Linked DNA regions of Hordeum vulgare: region 1 is linked to region 2. The links are chromatin contacts, called in public Hi-C maps. All regions are on one chromosome and are shown on one strand. The core of a region is the stretch at or near the end of the contact, and the rest is flanking DNA. Distances in the headings are between cores, read along the strand shown.

Evidence for each region. A called contact is a pair of places that touch in the nucleus more often than the background predicts.
Region 1: a contact with region 2 is called in a Hi-C map of leaf, with 4 times the contacts expected there. The contact joins the promoter of LOC123427472 here to the enhancer-like site in region 2. A contact is called at or near these places in 2 of 6 Hi-C or Micro-C datasets (leaf and seedling).

What each region holds. Positions count from the first base shown.
Region 1 is chr2H:586,810,213-586,814,389 of MorexV3_pseudomolecules_assembly, forward strand. It overlaps LOC123427472 (probable pectin methyltransferase QUA3), which reads left to right and starts at 2,376. Exons shown (of 7, transcript XM_045111526.1): 1 at 2,376-2,978; 2 at 3,629-3,832; 3 at 3,914-4,124. The coding sequence starts at 2,604.
Region 2 is chr2H:586,211,180-586,215,644 of MorexV3_pseudomolecules_assembly, forward strand. No RefSeq gene overlaps it. Among protein-coding and RNA genes, the nearest start is that of LOC123430644, 31 kb to the left of the region's middle. Within about 2 kb of position 2,467, at least 1 of the 3 cell types and tissues checked has open chromatin away from gene starts, as enhancers often do. A contact at or near this core is called in leaf, where this site is marked.

The DNA of each region.
Region 1 (4,177 bases), core at 1,126-3,625, 600 kb after region 2:
ACCACTAATGTTTAATTATGTTTATTTCTGTGAAGTTTTGTTGCTTTTTCTACGCGGGCAATTTTGGGTCCACCTCCCATTAGGCTCTCAAGCCGACCCATATGAAAATGCGGACGCGCACGTCCGCCTGGCCGACCTAAGCGGACGAAAAGCAGACAAAACGCGCGTCTATTTGGGTCGGCGCATTGGAGTTGCTCTTAGTGATATAATAGATAGCCATGTTTATCATGTGTTGTCAGCATCATACTTGTGGCAGTGACTCCGAGTCCCTCGAGAACGTTTACTACTCAAGCACCATTTCTCTTAGTTTGATCCATTTTTGTCTTTTATTTCTCGTTTGTAGTTTAGTACACACTATACTTTTATTTTCCTTCCTATCAACTTACTAAAGTATGCCATTTCCAAATTATGGCTTGGGTGTGTGCGGAACTATGTCAAGTGACGACGTAGTAACGAGGTTTATAGTGCCTTCCTATCAGCTCTGTGTGAATTCGACACTTACCTATCACGAAAGTGCAATAACAACCATATGCACTTGCAGGTCATCAAGCATTTTCTGGTGCCGTTGTCGGGAGCATCACACTTGGTTATTACTTACCCACTCACATATAGTTTATTTATGTTTGTAGCTATTTAAAAAATACCCTTGGTTATTACTTACCCGCTCTCTGAAATTAGACAAACTGCTCAAAGGTTGTCGGTTCTTGGTGATGAGGCTCAACATTTTTACCCTGAAAATCACGCTCATTCTCAACGATCACGTTGTCCATGATCACACAAGCGGTCATCACCTTCCCAAGCTTCTTGGTGATCTATGTTAGTGTAGGATTTTGAACGATACCCCATCGATATTGAAGCATGCTCCATATCCTTCCTAGCACTCTCTTGCATTTGGGCTAATCTTTGTATCTTCTCTCCTTGCGGATTAGGTATTGTCTTCACAAGAGTTGATCACTCACGATAGATAGCATCACCTAGGTAGTAGCTCTTGTTGTAATGGTGTCCATTGATCTCAAAGTTGACCTTTGGGAGGCCTTCTGCAAGCCTTGCAAACACTGGAGAACACTGAAGCACATTGATATCATTGTGAGAACCATCCATGCCAAAGAAAGAATGACATATCCATGGATCTTGTGAAGCCACCGCTTCTAATATGGCAATGGAACCTTTCACGCGCCCCTTGTATTGCCCCGACCAAGCAAATGGACAATTCTTCCACTTCATGTGCATACAATTTATACCACCAAGCATGTTCGAAAAGCCCTATCAGTATTGATCACCGACAACCTTTGTGTATCAACGGTAGTTAGCTCTCTGAGGTACTCAGGCCAAACACTTCCACCACAGACTTGCAGAAATTGTACATTGATGTGAGGCATGTGGACTCACTCATACGTACGTACTCATCCACAAGACCGTTCGGAATTCCATAAGCAAGCATGCGATTAGCCACAATGCATTTCTGATAAGAGATGAAGCCAAGCTTGCCAACGGCATCCTCTTTGCACTCAAAGTATGGGTCATATGCTACCACTCCCTTCTGAATACGATCAAACACATGTCTTGCCATACAAAAGCGACGGTGGTTTGTACAGCACGGTGTGCCCACTCTCCCTATTGCAATTCAAGGCCGGGGCATGACCTAAGATTGATCCCTTAACCGAGGCCATTGCCTAGCAATGGGGTCATTTACGACCAACGCAACCATTACAATTTATTCGTCATCCGATGAACAAATGAAGTTGTGAAAAAAATACTCAAACCCCCTATTCATGGTACGTTATGAGCAATCTGTCGAACACCTTGCAGTCGTCGTGGAGACACGGTCGGGAAGAGCACCTCGAGTTCCTGCCGAAAACTTTGGCATTAGTGGCTGGCGCCCTGCAGCTATGCAACGCCCGCCGAAAGGTGTTGGGATCGATGGGCGTCGACGACAGCTGTAGCTTCTCTTGCATCGGATGCGACGACAAACAACCACCAACGCCGACAAAAAGCTCTTACGAAATGGACGTGGGATGGCTATGACATGGCATGGTCGTGGTTTAGAGCGGCCGGGCAAAAAAACGAGGAGGCGGCCGAAAAAATGGGTAAAGACGGATGACGACGGCGAAAGCGAGGGGAGGGGGCAGGGGAGTGGCGGGGAAGAGGAAAGGGCCATTGTGTCCACGACGAACGGGTCAGAGGAGGACAAGGATGTGTGTCCTCCTCGTTCATGCACTGTCCGTTTTAACGCAAACATGGCCTAAATTTAAGCTGAAAATTGATCAAAAGCAAAGAAAAGAATGAACGTTTTTCTCATCTGTTTCCTCGCTTTGTGCCGTGTTTTGTGTCCGTTTAGCGCAAAGGGACGCGACCGGACCCTTTGGGTTTGTGTGCTCGAGTTGGCCTAATCTCACCACTCATATCCGTGCACACAGATCTCACGCGCTTTCGTCTCTTTGTCCCGCGAAGGCACCGAGACGAGCACGGCGATACGCAAAGCACAAGCCCACAAAATAAAGCTGGGAATCCAAACCCCTTCCCCCATGGCCTGATCCCATCGACCGATCGAACCAGCACACCACGGCGGCCCCGCCGCGGCCACCGCCTCCTGCTACCGCCCGATGGGCCTCCTCAGCTCCCTGCGGCCGCACCGCCGCGGGAGCAGCGGCGGCGCGCAGGCGCAGTGGCAGTGGTCCTTCCTCGACGCCGTCTGGGCGGTGTTCCTCGTGGCCGTGGTCGTCTTCCTCGCGCTCGTCTTCACGCCGCGCCGCGGGGACACCCTCGCCGCCCCCGCTGGCGCGGTGGTGCCGCCCTGCGCCGCCTCGGAGGTGGACCTCCTCCCCTGCGAGGACCCCCGCCGAAGCTCCCGCCTCAGCCGCGAGATGAACTACTACCGCGAGCGCCACTGCCCCGCGCGCGGGGAGGCATCCGCGTGCCTCGTCCCGCCGCCGCCCGGCTACCGCGTGCCCGTGCCCTGGCCCGAGAGCCTCCATAAGGTTCGTGCTGTCGGCATTGGCCGTTCCACTCGAAACTAACCCCTGATTAACTGTTGTAATTGCAGGTCTCAGCTGATGTCTTGGCAGAGTAATGCTTCTCTAGGAGTTTTGCTTTGTTTTGTTGTGTAGCTTGCCAGTGTACGACTAGCTTTTGCATCTCATGCTCTGAGTGGTTAATATTTGCATGGACTTTCTGAAATCTGAATCTATGCATTTTCGAGATGATGCAGTTATTAGAGTGAGAGTTACTGGATGATGTCTAGAGGTTTTGAACGCCAAGCTAGTTCTGAATTTGGGAAGTAGTGATTAGGGTGATTTTTCACGGATATGATTTTCGGATTAGGAGGTGAAACATGCGCTCATATTTTTAGCTGACACTTCTGGTGTATAAGATAAGACTAAGCAAGCTACCAGGCACAAGTTTTGATGGCATCTGAGCTAGCATGATCAAGGACTTAAAAATTCAAGTCTAGCTCTTGCCCTTTCAACTATCTGTTTGTTACGTTGACCTTACCTGAGGAATGTACATTGGGACTGGAATTAACAAAACAGAGATAGTATATTGGTTTACTTCATGTGTTGACAGGATGTAGATTAGTTCTATTCCTCTTGCACCGAGATTTACTGCTTGTTTATTGTTCTCTATGCAGATATGGCATGATAACATGCCTTATGGCAAGATTGCTGAAAGAAAAGGTCATCAAGGGTGGATGAAGCAGGAAGGCTCATACTTCCTTTTTCCTGGTGGCGGAACTATGTTTCCTGATGGTGCCGAACAATATATTGAAAAGCTTACCAAGTATGTTCCACTAAAAAGTGGTCTACTGAGGACAGGTCTTGATATGGGTTGTGGGGTAATAATTTTATCTTTAATATGGAGCTTTTATATTTCGTTTTCCAAGTGAAATGGCTACATTTTTTTCCATCATTTGTAGGTTGCTAGCTTTGGTGGGTTTCTGCTTAAAGAGAATATCACGGCACTTTCCTTCGCCCCAAGAGATTCACATAAGTCGCAAATACAGTTTGCGCTGGAGAGAGGAATTCCTGCATTTCTTTTGATGTTGGGCACACGCCGTCTTCCATTTCCAGCACAGTCCTTTGATTTCGTCCATTGCTCCCGATGTTTGATACCTTTTACTGCCTACAGTAAGTAATGTTTTCTTCTGCATTCAATACACATCTGCCCTCCCTCCCTCTGA
Region 2 (4,465 bases), core at 1,217-3,716:
GAAATTAGAAATATAAGTTTTTAAAAAAGTGTATATAAAATTGTTTCTGATATATGCGAAAGATGTTGAATGTTTACTGAAAATAAGTTAACCTGTGTTGAACCCCATGAAAATTAAGAAACAAAAAATGAAATGCGAAATAAAACAAAAAACAATGTAACGAAGAATGACAAAAAAATAGTGAAAAATAAAAGAGAACTAACTACATAACAAAGAAAAAATTAAAATAGAGGAAAACGGGTGAAGAAGAAAACCAAAGAAGGAACAATGTAAACCAAAGAAAATAAAACCTATGAAAACCGATAAAGAAACCAAAAAAACAATGAAAGCAATGAAACTGCAGAAAAAATAAAGAAAGACAGAAAACCGGAAAAACAAATGATGATATAAAGAAAACTGAAAGAAACACAAGAAAAAAAATAGGATAGAAAACTAAGCGAACCGAACGAATCGAACGTAGCGAGAGCAGCGTGCGAGCGAATTGACGGGCCGGCCTTGTACTATAGCTGATAGAGAAAAAACCTTGAGCTACCTGTAAGCAAGGTATAGGCATGTGTCTCGCAAACTCGCCCGGTCGCTTGCTGTTTTTTGTCTTTGTGTTCGCTCTTTATTTATTTTTCTCCTATTTTGTTGTATTATTTTTCACACAAAAAAAGGTAGCCGTTTTTTTAGTTAAAACATGTTCACTGATTTCATAGAAAAGTTCACAAATTCGAGAAACGTTTACGAAAATGAAAATGTCTATAGATTTGAAAAAAAACACAATTTCAAAACTGTTATCAAATTTATAAAAATAATGGATTTGCAAGTCACAAATTTGAAAGAAGGATAGGGAATGGGATAAAAAAGACTCCGAATTTGCAAAAGTTCATGAATATGGGAAAATGTTCACATATTTTTAAAAAGTTTACGGATCTAAGAAAACCATGCAATTAGGAAAACGTTATGAATTTAAAAGAAGCTCATGTATACGAGGAAAAAAGTTTGCCAAAAGGAAAAAGATCAATAATTTTTAAAATCACAAACTTACAAATTATCATAAGTTCGAGTTAAAAGGTACACGAATTTGAAGTAAGGTTAAAAATTTAAGACAAAAAAATGAAAAATAAATGTCATACTTGATGGGAAAAGGTCATGAATTTGAAATAATTTCACAAAACATAGACAAAATCGTTGATGCAATTGAAAAAAATCGCATATTTACAAGAAATAGTTCATGAAGTTGAAAAAAGTTCACGAATTTGAGACAGAAAGTTCACAAATTTGATTTTACCCTAATTTATGAATTTAATAAAAAAATCACGGATTTGAGAAAGTTCACAAAATTGAAAAATACGGAAATGATAAATTTAAATGTAAACAGAAAAAAAACAGCCTAAAACCGGACAGGGAAAAATGCCCAGCCAAAATCATTTTACAGTGATTTTTTCTCTGTTTTCGCAAGACAATGGACGGATTTTTTCACAGTTTTAGCTCATAAGACGTAAATAATTCACAGAATGAACTCGATTTGAAAGTATTTTCGGATCTGACTTTTTTAGAAACGCCAGAGCCCGTGGCTTTGCTGCTTCACGTAGAAACGCCAGTCTATCGTGACGTTTCTGGTCCACATTCAGACGCCAGTCTAGCGTCGCCTTGTAGTCAAACTTAGCAACGCCAGGGGTGCTGGCGTTGCTATCCACGTAGCAAACGCCATTAACAATGACGTTGCAGCATTGGTACGTATGTTCAGCGCGCGCGACGGGTCTCGCGTTGATGATAGGATATGCATGGGATGGGATCGGCGCCGGCTGGCTGCTGCTACCACTAAAGAATAAGCATGCTGCAGGATGTGCAACTGGGCCTATGTCTATGTGTTCGTTTCTTGTCATTTTTGGCCAGTGTCACGCTGTAACTGACCACTTATGTTCACTGTACCGCTGACTAGTCTGCTACCACTTCAATTGTATGCATGGACAGTGCACTTCATTTCTATGCTGCAAAGAGAGACCCGTCGCGCGCGCTGAACATACGTACCAATGCTGCAACCTGTCAGCGGTACAATAGACATAGGCCTAGTTGCACATCCTGCAACATGCTTATTCTTTAGTGGTAGCAGCAGCCAGCCGGCGCCGATCCCATCCCATGCATATCCTATCATCAACGCGAGACCCGTCGCGCGCGCTGAACATACGTACCAATGCTGCAACGTCATTGTCAATGGCGTTTGCTACGTGGATAGCAACGCCAGCACCCCTGGCGTTGCTAAGTTTGACTACAAGGCGACGCTAGACTGGCGTCTGAATGTGGACCAGAAACGTCACGATAGACTGGCGTTTCTACGTGAAGCAGCAAAGCCACGGGCTCTGGCGTTTCTAAAAGAGTCAGATCCGAAAATACTTTCAAATCGAGTTCATTCTGTGAATTATTTACGTCTTATGAGCTAAAACTGTGAAAAATCTCACAATGGACCGGACCTGTCGAGGGCTGTCCTTGTGTAGGCGCGCCAATCGAACGCAGCGCGCAACGTATAGGAGCTCTTTGGATAGGAGATGCCAAAAAAAGGCGCTAGATACCTTTTATTTTCTGGATATCAGTTTGTTTTGTCATATAAGCACCTAGATAGGTGTCCAGCATGTTGGGCTGGTTCACCAGGCATTTCTCCCCCTGTTTTCCTTTTCCTATTTTACGTCTTTTCTTTTCTTATTGAGACTGCTTACCACGTCTGCCGTTGGTCATATATTATTTTTTTCGTAAAAATATCAGATATATTGTAAAGTACAAAGAATATCAAATATAATAGAAATTACATCAAGATTATAAGATAACGAGCCGTCGACGTACCGCTTTTCTATCGGAGCTGGCTTGATCTTGTCGATGATAGCCAAAATTCCTTTTGCACGTGCCATTAAGGACCAACACCCTAGGGTCATAGTCGTCGTCGCTCAACCCTCGCATAGATCAGAAAACGACTGACAGTAAATTTCGTCAGATAACAAGAAATCCTAACTTTACAACCCCAAGGAGATGGTGGAAACCTACGCCGGAGATTCGTTAACTACGTTCACACAAACGAACTCGAGGAGGAAGTACTATCATCTGTCCGAGCACCATACGTGTGAGGATTATGAAACTCTAACCTGAAATACTAACATGAGCGAAGACAACGAGATTCTTCTACTTCTCCACTGTTGGTCTTTCTTCTCTTTCCCATTTTATTTTTATAATGTTTCTTATGTTTTCATGATTTTTTTGTACTTTATTTTTTTCACCTCGAACATGAGTGAAAAAATTTGAATGAAAAAAAAACTTGCAAAATGGCAAGGTGGAGGGACCCCGAGAGATGTTGCTAGTGTGATAGCCCGACTGTGGGTCTCCCCTTCAAGGCCCTTCACCGTGGGTGTTGGGCGTGTGTCGCTCTGCCACGACCGGCTCACTTTCCCGTCGAAGTTGATGTTGCATACCTCTGTGACGTCGCATCCTCCTTGTGTGGTCGGTGTTTGCTCCCTGAAGGATAGGGGTGGAGTTATATGGCTCTTTCTCCTCTCATGTTGGACACAATTCATCGTCGATGCCTACCTTCCTTTTTATATTGTTTACCTCTTAGGGTGAGTCCATCGCCCTGCTCGTGGCTCCGGTGTTGTAGATCATGTCCGAGCTTAGTGAGCTACGTCTCAGTCTGTCAATGAATTATATGAAGGTGGACACATCGGTGACCTCGGCTGAGGAACAAGATTCATATTTGTCAAATGAGCAGCTCGAGGTTTCTATGATTGATGATGCGAAAGCGAAGGCATCTGTGATTTCGTGATGAATAATGGTCGGTTTCTCGAGTTCTCGTCGGTGATTTCGTGATGAATAATGTTGGGTTTCTCGTGTTGTACGTGGCTTTGGTATTTTAAGTCGTTGTTGTCAGTTTTCTCGAAGGGGTTCCGTTGCATTGTAAAAGTGTTGAGGATTCTGGCTGTTACGTGAGTTATCGTTTTGCTTCGTGTTGAGTGAGTTTGTTTGTATTAATTTTCAATCGGTTTAGTCCGTAAATTAACTGTGCAGTTGTTTTTTAATTAACCAATGAGATAATTGTTCTGACTCGTTTCGAAGAAAAAAATAGTCCGACATAAGCAAAGACGGCCGGAGTAGTTGGCTGATGGCCTGAAGGTGCGCCACAATTACGTCAGGCAAACTGTAGGTGGGAAAGGACAGTTGAGAGTCTCCCTCACGTCGTCATGGCGGCAGGTGCTGTACGTATATGCTCGGTCGGCTTTGCATTGCATCACGCAAGGAAGACATTGTTGGCCATGAATAAGCAGGCCTCATGAATGAGGCTTACATGTCCGAACCAGATCCGAAATCACAGGCCTGGTGGACATGGACTCTAACTTGTGCAAACCGGCAGCAGCATCCATGTGCCATGTGGATATTGACGTTAAAAGGTTTAAAGATGCCGAACGCATTTTCGATGCGGTGTTATATTGATTTGCGGAAC